Regions from separate parts of the Hordeum vulgare genome. Here region 2 is linked to region 1. A link is a contact called in public Hi-C data. All regions are on one chromosome and are shown on one strand. Each heading gives the region's core, a stretch centred on a gene start, on an enhancer-like site or on the middle of the called end of the contact. The rest is flanking DNA. Distances are from core to core; before and after follow the strand shown.

Region 1 (4,377 bases), core at 801-3,300:
TGGAAATTAAATGGAAGCTCGATATGGTTATGGTCTTATGGACTTATGAAAGTACATATAACAGCAAAGAACATAAAAGAAGAAGAAATATACAAATGACTCAAAAACAGCAATACCTCATCATCCTTCAAGTAGGGCTCATACCATGTCCATAGGATCTTTGGATCTGCAACATATCGAAGATACAAAAATCCTATCTGCAAAAACAAACACCAATTGGTTATTTAGCAGCAGCTAGCTGATTATCTAACACGATAAATGAAGACAAACAAAAAATGCTCACAAATCCAATGCACAGACTGGTACACTACTGCTTGCAAACTTTGTTCATCCACGTGTCCTAGGACCAAAATCAAGACACGAGGCCATCCAAGAAAGCAAGTAATATGACTGTTAGTGGTTATAGCCAAAATGTAATAAGTGAATGTAAAAAATAGAAAGAAGAGTTGATTGCTTAAGATAGGTTGATAACACCAGTTTGTTACTGCAACCATGCTAACACTTTGTTCGTGTACAACTTTGACATACAACCTAGTGCATGCATTAATCACAAATAAATGTAATGAGTATACACAACAACCATGATGCATGCATTTGTCAAAGGTAACTTATGTCAAAGAAACTTACAGCTCTAATGTACGGGGAGTCAGGATGCTTCAACAAACCATGCATCTGTTTCACAGTAAGCTTCATTGTGAAGAACTTGTACAGGAGACAAAATGCAGTGGAAGGACCCCTGCAATTGCCAGTCATCCAAGGCTCCACATGATCAACTTGGTTATAGATCTCGTCAATGACCTCATGATAGGTCTTCATCCTGTAGAGCTCCTTGAAGTAATCAGAAGAAAGAATATTCATACAAAGAACCTTCTCCATCAACATATCGATGGGCTTTCCTGAAGTCTGTATCTCCATATTTCAGCGAACACAAACCTGGACCAAAAACAGAGGGATCCTCTTAGCTTAAAGCCTCAAAGCTTATGTCCCGCGTGAATCTTTTCCCAAAATACGAAGAAAACTGGATTTAGTTCTGATAGAACGATTACGCAAATATTTACAGATATATTGCCACCTGAGAAAAATGTAGATCAGTCTTTACCTCAAACGGCTGAAAATTCATGTGTCCCTCACTACCCATGAAATCCCCACTTAAGCTCTCAAGGTCAACAGATTATACTATGTTACTATCAGTGCGTCTGACAAGTAATGCCACACAAGCAAACCTCGAGAGTGGCTGATAGTTTTACCATGTACTCCCTCCGTTCCAAAATATAAGACCTTTTAGGTATTTCACTAGAAGACTACATACGGAGCAAAATGAGTGAATCTATACTCTAAAATATGTCTATGTACATCTGTATGTAGTTTATAGTACAATCTCTAAAAGGTCTTATATTTAGGAACGGAGGGAGTATATAACTCAATTAAAAGGGTCCCCACTGTGATATCCAGATAACCTGCACTGATCCTTTCCCACCATGTATCTAGCCTAAGGATTACCCACAATAATTTAATCCCTCCAAACCGCTGGTGTGGACAAATGCAACCCACCATACATTGTATTTCTATGGGGCCAAGTAGAACTAGAATAGAACTATATTTTGCACAAAGAAATTTCCATGGCCATTAATCACACAGATTCATCAGAAACCCTGTCGTTAACGTACACGATTTCGTCCAGAGGATATTCTCATCTATTCCGCACTTAATAGCAAAAAAATGGCTCAAACTAGTAATCGTCTCTACTTTAACTAGTAACTGGCGAGATGAATCTATGTACGCGGAAACAGAAAGGGATACTCAGTTACTCACACGGAGGATGCGCGCAAACCCTACGACCTCCTTGGCTTCCGAGAGCGAGGGCGGCTTGCGGAGACCCCCAAACCAGAGGGGATGACGACTCTCTGTAGAGGATGAACTCGTATCGGCTTCGGCGACGGCGGAGGGTGTGATGTTTGGGATTCGACGGTAGCTGGGAGATCGCCGGAGATGGATGAAGGAGGCGAGGAAAGGGGAGGGGAGGGTCGGCTGTGGATTTGTGGAGATGGGGGAGTCGCGTCATACCTGGCCAAACGGGCGGACGGGCCGGCCCGCCGTAATCGTACCAGGCACGGCATGGCCCGCCTGGGCCCGATTAATATACAGGTCGTGCCGTGTCGGCCCGCGTGTCAGCCTCCCAGGCCCAAGCACGGCACGTGGCCTAATCGGGTTGACCCGTGGCACGTTAAGGCACGGCGGCGCGCCACATATTTGTTATTTTTTTTCATCTGGCCCTCTCTCGCACGGCGGCCCGCCACAGATCCCGCCTAAATTCCCGCCCGCTCCCCCTTTCCCGCCCGCCCGCTCCCCCTTTCCCGCCCGCCCGCTCCCCCTTTCCCGCCCGCCTGCTCCCCGTTTCCCGCCCGCTCCCCTAGATTCGCGTCGCGACTGGGACTGACGCCCTCTTTCCCGCCCGACGCCCCGCGCCCCCGCCCAACGCCCCGCACCCCCAGTCCCCCATTTCCTTCGCTGCCTAATCGTGTCGTGTCGGGCCAGCACGCGGGCTCGGGGTGGCAGCCCGAGCACAGCCCACGGCGTGCTCGTGCCTGGCCCGAGCACGATTAGCACGTGTCGGGCTCGGCCCGTGTCATGCCTGGCCTGCGGGCAGCCGTGCCGGCCCGCGTGGCACGGCCCGTTTGGCCAGATTTGAGTCGCGTACGACTAGGAATCCAATCATCTATTGGGCTTTCCAAGCAGCTAACGACCTTTGTTGGGCTCTTCAGGAGTTCTGGCCCGTTATAAGACGAGACTGCATGTTGGACGTTTTTCCTCTTCCTTTCAAATTGGGGCGTGCTACGTGTCCGCGCGGGCTGATCTCTACTATTAAAACGGGATCTGCCGTCTGTCGTGATGGTTCAACCTCCTAACGCTAGCTATCCTTTCATCCACATTCTCCCACCGATTTTTTTCAACCCTCCAAAAACCAATTGGTTCAATAAAAAATCCGATACAATAAAAACATAATAAGCTACGCATCAGGGGCGTGCTCTCGCGCTGTCCACGTCGGATTAGCTACAGACAAAAAAGACCAGCGGTTTACCCTTGGCTGCCCCGTCGCGTTGTTTGCTTCTCCAAGAAGAAGAAGAAAGACAGAGAGGAAGAGGAAATCGCCCTCATCCCTTCTCCCTCGACGCACGCTAGGGTTGCTGCTGCCACCGCATCGTGCCATCGGCCTATGGCCAGGTCCTTCGACACCGGCCACCATAGAAGGAAGCAAACTCGACATCCAGTCGCCCGCGCCTCCTTTCTTCCCCTTTCCTCACCTGTGACCCCTCCTCTGCCGTCTGGACTCCTACCCCTTTCTCTTCTCAATCCGGATCCATGGATATGGCCGACAGGGAGGACGAGTACATGGAGGAGGTCGCTGCCGGCGGCGCCAAAAGCATCTCAACAAGAACTACCGTCATGCAAAAGCAAGTCACCGTCGACACGGATCCATTTTGTCTACGCCGCCAAGGGCCAACTGCCCCAGATCCGACCAAGTACCAAGCATCCTACCTTTTCCAACCGCTGGATCTATTTCCATGACCAGGCCTGCTCTGTAGCTTTTCTCCTACATTTGCATGCTCTTCTGCTTCTCCTCCGACGTCCTAGGGGATACGCTTGTTGGGGTCTAAAAGAACTGCACGCGTGTTCATGTTCAAACCACGCCACTCTCTATGCTTGTCTCTTTCTCGTGGGTAAATTGAATAGATACATCCAGAAAGAGCTCTAATGCAACAACAAAGCATCACATTCTTTCTACAGTAAGAATCAATCTCAACATTCTTTCTATAGTAAGAATCAATCTCAACATTCTTTCTACAGTAAGCATCAATCTCAACGCCAAAAGCCATAGGAAGAACAAGAGCAAAGAAAATATCTGTGTACACTGCATAGATCTTTTTTAACTTGGCTTTTGCGGCCTCGGAGCTGCCACTGCCGCATTTGCCTGGTTGCCATCTCTGCAAAACATCCAATTTATTTAACCACTGGTATGTGAAACATAGAAGCCAAGAAACAGAGAAACCATCTAGCAATCTAACAGAACAGAACAAAGCTAGAAGAGCAAAGGAGGGAAACAGTCGACTAACGGACCGTGGCGAGCTTCTTGATAGGCACTGCGCAGCTCAACAGAGGTTCAGAAGAACCAATTTACTTTGAGCAGTGCATGTGACAGTAGTAGCCCCCCCCCCAAAAAAAATAGCAATGGTGCATGGGTACCATGGTGTCTGTTTTCAAAAATCATATTTCTACAACGTAAAAGAACTGAACTTTTTGTAGACACACAAACATGTATATTATCTATCTGCAAAATTGCAAATCATTTTACTTTCACATGTGTCATACAAAAAAATG
Region 2 (4,414 bases), core at 1,474-3,973, 140 kb after region 1:
ATTGGCGCTATTATAATCATCATCATTAATAGAACTATTATCAGTTGCATCGACGGTATCTATATCATACTCATCCTTCGAATAACCAGTGTCCTCCTCCATTCAAACACCTCAAACACTATACAACAATAAAGATATAAAAAAATTACAATTAAATTTTTGTATAAGACTCGGTTTTATTTCAACAGCTTAGGTCGCAAACCTACGATGACTCCGGCGGCAGGGGATGATCCTTGACGGGGCGGCGGTGTGGTGATCGGGAACGAGGTGGCGGAGTGGTGGTCGGGAACGGGGGGGCATCGTCGGCGGCGATTGGTAGACGTTCGGCAACGGTGAATGTGGACGGGTCGGCGTCATGGTGATCGGGAACGGGGGCGCCAGAGTGGTAGCCGGGAACGGGGGCGGCAGAGTGGTTGCCGGGAACGGGGCGACATCGTAGGCGGCGATGGGTAGACGTGCGGTAGCGGTGAACGCGTGGACGGGCCGACGACGGGGTGATCCGCGACGATGCAGTGGTCGGAAACGGGGCGGTGTCGTCGTCGGCGATGTGGAGGTGGTGCGGCGAGGGCTGATCGTCACGGGCGTCGGCGGCGACGAGGTTAACCGTGGGAGACGTGAATTAGGTCAAGCGACGGGCTGGCCTAGCATGCACGACGAGTCAACTGGGTCAGGGCGTGGGGTGCGACGTGACGAGGCGATGGTTTTCCACGTCAGCGGTGCCGACGTGGCGAGGCAGGGTGGGGCGGGCCGACGTGGCGAGGCAGGGTGGGGCGGGCCGACGTGACGGCATACGTATATACTGTAGCGAATACGTTTAAAGGAAATGACCTTCCTATCATTCTACGTTTTGTGAGGGATGTACCGAAGCGGGCCTCAAAACAATCATGTTAGGGCCTGAGATCCCTCCTAACCTCATAAAAAATAAATCAAAACAGTGAATTCGTCATGTGTGCACACTTTGTGTGTTGGGTTTTGGGTTCTTGCCGTGGTTGAACCAGACAGGACAGGGATCCCCCAGCTGTGGACGGTCTTGCATGCACTTGTCTCCTTTCCTTCCTTCCCCATCACGCGGGAAATCTTGGCATCATGCTCTGCTGCAGCCGATCCGCCCGACGCAGACGATGCGGATGCGCGGCAGTGCAAGTCGTACGTACACAACTGTAGGCAACAAGTTGGTGGTGTAGGCCGCTTCCGTGCACAACGGAAAGCCTACCTAGCCCGGAGACCCGTCAGGCCTTGTCCAGCTAGCTGCGGCCGTTGAATCGAACGGAGTAAAAGTGATCATGCTAATGCGTTGTAGATGGCTGCTGTTTGATTGATTATTAAATAAGGAATTGCTAATGCTCAATTAAACACTCGATTGATTTCTGCTAAAAGTGATTATTGTGGAGCCAAAATAGAGTGATCTCGTGGGTTTCCTTCCGCCCCCAGCATTCTTGTTTCGTACTAGCACCACATACATAAAGCGAAAGTGGTATAGCTAGCCGAAGGTGCAGCTTGCGCTTTGTGTCAGGAGGAGGCCACTCGAGTGGTCTTGCTGTTGCATTGCTGTGTTGGCTTTGAGAGGAAGCAGACAAGCAATGCCAGGAACCTGAACCTGGCTGGACGAACACCACTCGCCCTGCACCGGCCGGCCATGCGGCGTCTAGCGGACAAGGTGACCAGCGCTACTCGTCCCCAGAGACACAGGAAGGGAAAGGGAAAAAAAGACGTTGCTTTTTCTTTTCCGGTGCACAGGATGGAGGCGCTTCGATACGATAGCCGCTCTCGGCCTTGTACTCCGATCACCGTCGTGCGGCATGTGATGCGTGCAAATATGTCGGGGTGCTGCATTTGAGCGCCTAAACGGCATTCCCTGTGGCTTTTACGTGCATGCACCTTATTGCCTATAATATGGCTTGATCTTGATGGTATCACATGCGTGTCACTTCATTCCAAACTTCGATTCTCCGTACAGCGGCTAGTTTAGTACGGGGTAGATAGCGTTTTTTTGTCTGACAAAAAGAGAGAGTAGATTTTTTTTTTTTGCGCGTGAAAAGAAAAGAGATAGTAGATTGTTGTCAAGTACTCCATTAGCTTCACTATCGCTAGTACCGCTAAATTGACAGAATTAGATAAATCTCACCACTGACGAGTATTGTTCCGCAAAAAAAGAAAAGTACTACAGACAAGTCCAAAGCACTGGGTCCCATAGGTAAAAGAGAAAAGCAAGAGATGAGTCGAGGTTGGTACTAGCAGCAGCAGGCAGCAAGAGCAGCTGGAGGCGGAGGGTGGAGGGCCGGCGTCGCTCTCGCGCAAAGCGTGCGGGCGAGGGCAGAGGAAGCCGATTCGATTCCGGCAGGCCCGAATGGAAAGCGAAAGCAAAGGCGAGATGCTGGAATTTAATTAGGTAAAACCGGGCGGGTGGGGGACACGTCGCCGACAGCCCGGCGACACCCACGTGCTCCCGGCTTTATCGCCTTGTCCCCCCCTCCCGTACGCTTTCGCCGCTGGTACACGCCTTTGCCGGGCCGGCTACGGCCGTCGGATCGGGATCGGGCGGCGCAGCGGGCCCGAGTGGACCTGCAGGGTGGCCAACCGGCAGCCCGGGCCCACGCATGGAAAAACGGGCGGCACGAACGTTAATGCTGCACCACCCCACCGCTGGATGGACAAGGACGATGATGACCCGATTTAATGCAGTATAAATAAATACTATCCCCTTTGGAATGGGGATTGCGTTGGGAAAAATCCAAGGAGGAGGTGCGAATTTACGTTAGGGCCCTCCGCGACCCGGCGGGATGGAGCAAAGCTGATCTGTGTTGGACCTGTGCGCAAATATCAGCGGGAAGCGGCATGGCGACGAGAAATTGCGGGTAAAACCCAAGCTCACGAGCGTAGCTCCGGGTGTCAGCGCGCCAGTGGCCGACACGTAATTAAACCCCCCCGTCGACGACCGGTAGACCGGTGACCGCACCCACCTATAACCTCCTCTCCTCCCCGCCCCACCCCGCAGAGCCGCCGCCTGTGACCGACCCACCGGAGAGCCACACGACAAACCGAGCCCACCGCACCACCAACTCTTCCTCCTCCTGCGCGGCTGCAGCTGCCGGCCATGTCGGTGGAGACGGAGCGGAGCTCCACGGAGTCCTCCGCCGCCTCGGGCCTCGACTTCGAGGACACCGCCCTCACCCTTCGCCTCCCCGGCTCCGACCCCGACCGCAAGCGCGCCTCCACCTCCGACCCCGACTGCCCCTCCCCGACCGCCGCCGCCTCCGACTCTCCCCCTTCCCCCAAGTACGCGCGCCTGCCTTGCCTTCTCTCGCTCCTTCCGTCTCAAATTTGGCGCCCAAGCTTTTTGAGCTGACATGGTCTCGCTGTGCAGGGCGCAGGTGGTGGGCTGGCCACCGGTTCGGTCCTTCCGGAAGAACGCCCTCGCGTCCGCGGCCTCGTCCAAGACCAAGTTCGTCAAGGTGGCCGTCGACGGCGCGCCCTACCTGCGCAAGGTCGACCTCAAGGCTTACGCGGGCTACACAAGCCCTGCCTCCTACGACCAGCTCCTCGCCACGCTCCAGGACAAGTTCATCTCCCACCTAACCGTCCGTGAGTACACCGCCGCGGCATGCCTTGCCTGTGTGTTGTTAGCTACGTGTTGCTCTCTCATGGGTTCTGACGATTTGACTGTGGATGCAGGCAAGCTTGGTAACGAGGAGATGAAGCTCGTGGACGCGCTGAGCGGCACGGAATATGTGCCAACGTACGAGGACAAGGACGGCGACTGGATGCTCGTCGGAGACGTCCCCTGGAGGTGAATTTCCTGGGCCTTTTCTGCTATTTTACAGTTAAAATCCGCATGCAGCTGCAGCTCCTGTTGCTCGTCAGCTATGTCCTGTTGTTTAAGTTCATATATACACTGCTTAATTAGGGTCGTGGTTTGGATCGCTAACTGATCAGGTGCTATAGCATCTCAGGTTCAGAAATCTGGATGGTTTGGTGATCTTACGCTCTTAGTTTCAGTTTATCTTTGCCTGAGAAACGATTATTTTGGTTTACTGAGTTGTTGATCTGGTAGTAATATGTAAAGGAACTCGGATCCTGTGGCACAACATAGAAAATTTATTACACTGTACCAAGGGATCACGAAATTGCTCCTGGTTTTCACTACTATGTGATGTTCCTGTTGGGTTATCAATTGCCTATTGTCTGTTCAACTTGGGACCCATGCCAAATGTTCTTAGTTTGCCTCTATTTGTATGAGCCGTCGATCTTGCTAGTTAAGCAGTAAATCTCAGAAAAACTTAAAGAAATGCTATAAAGTTATTGGCGGCGAATTATGCTCATAAATTAATTTCACATCCCTGAATTCATCTGCTTCGCTTTTCGGACATGAATAGGGTTGAAACTAGTGAACGAACACCGGTATATGTTTCTGACA

What was found. Hi-C and Micro-C count contacts between places; a contact is called where the count stands out from the background.
Region 2: a contact with region 1 is called in a Hi-C map of seedling, with 4 times the contacts expected there. The contact joins the promoter of LOC123426806 here to the promoter of LOC123426779 in region 1. A contact is called at or near these places in 3 of 6 Hi-C or Micro-C datasets (leaf and seedling).

What each region holds. Positions count from the first base shown.
Region 1 is chr1H:120,655,694-120,660,070 of MorexV3_pseudomolecules_assembly, forward strand. LOC123426779 (pre-mRNA splicing factor SR-like 1) reads right to left here and starts at 2,051. Exons shown (of 5, transcript XM_045110665.1): 1 at 1,813-2,051; 2 at 628-933; 3 at 117-197. The coding sequence starts at 915.
Region 2 is chr1H:120,797,245-120,801,658 of MorexV3_pseudomolecules_assembly, forward strand. LOC123426806 (auxin-responsive protein IAA15-like) reads left to right here and starts at 2,724. Exons shown (of 5, transcript XM_045110705.1): 1 at 2,724-3,276; 2 at 3,365-3,582; 3 at 3,673-3,787. The coding sequence starts at 3,095.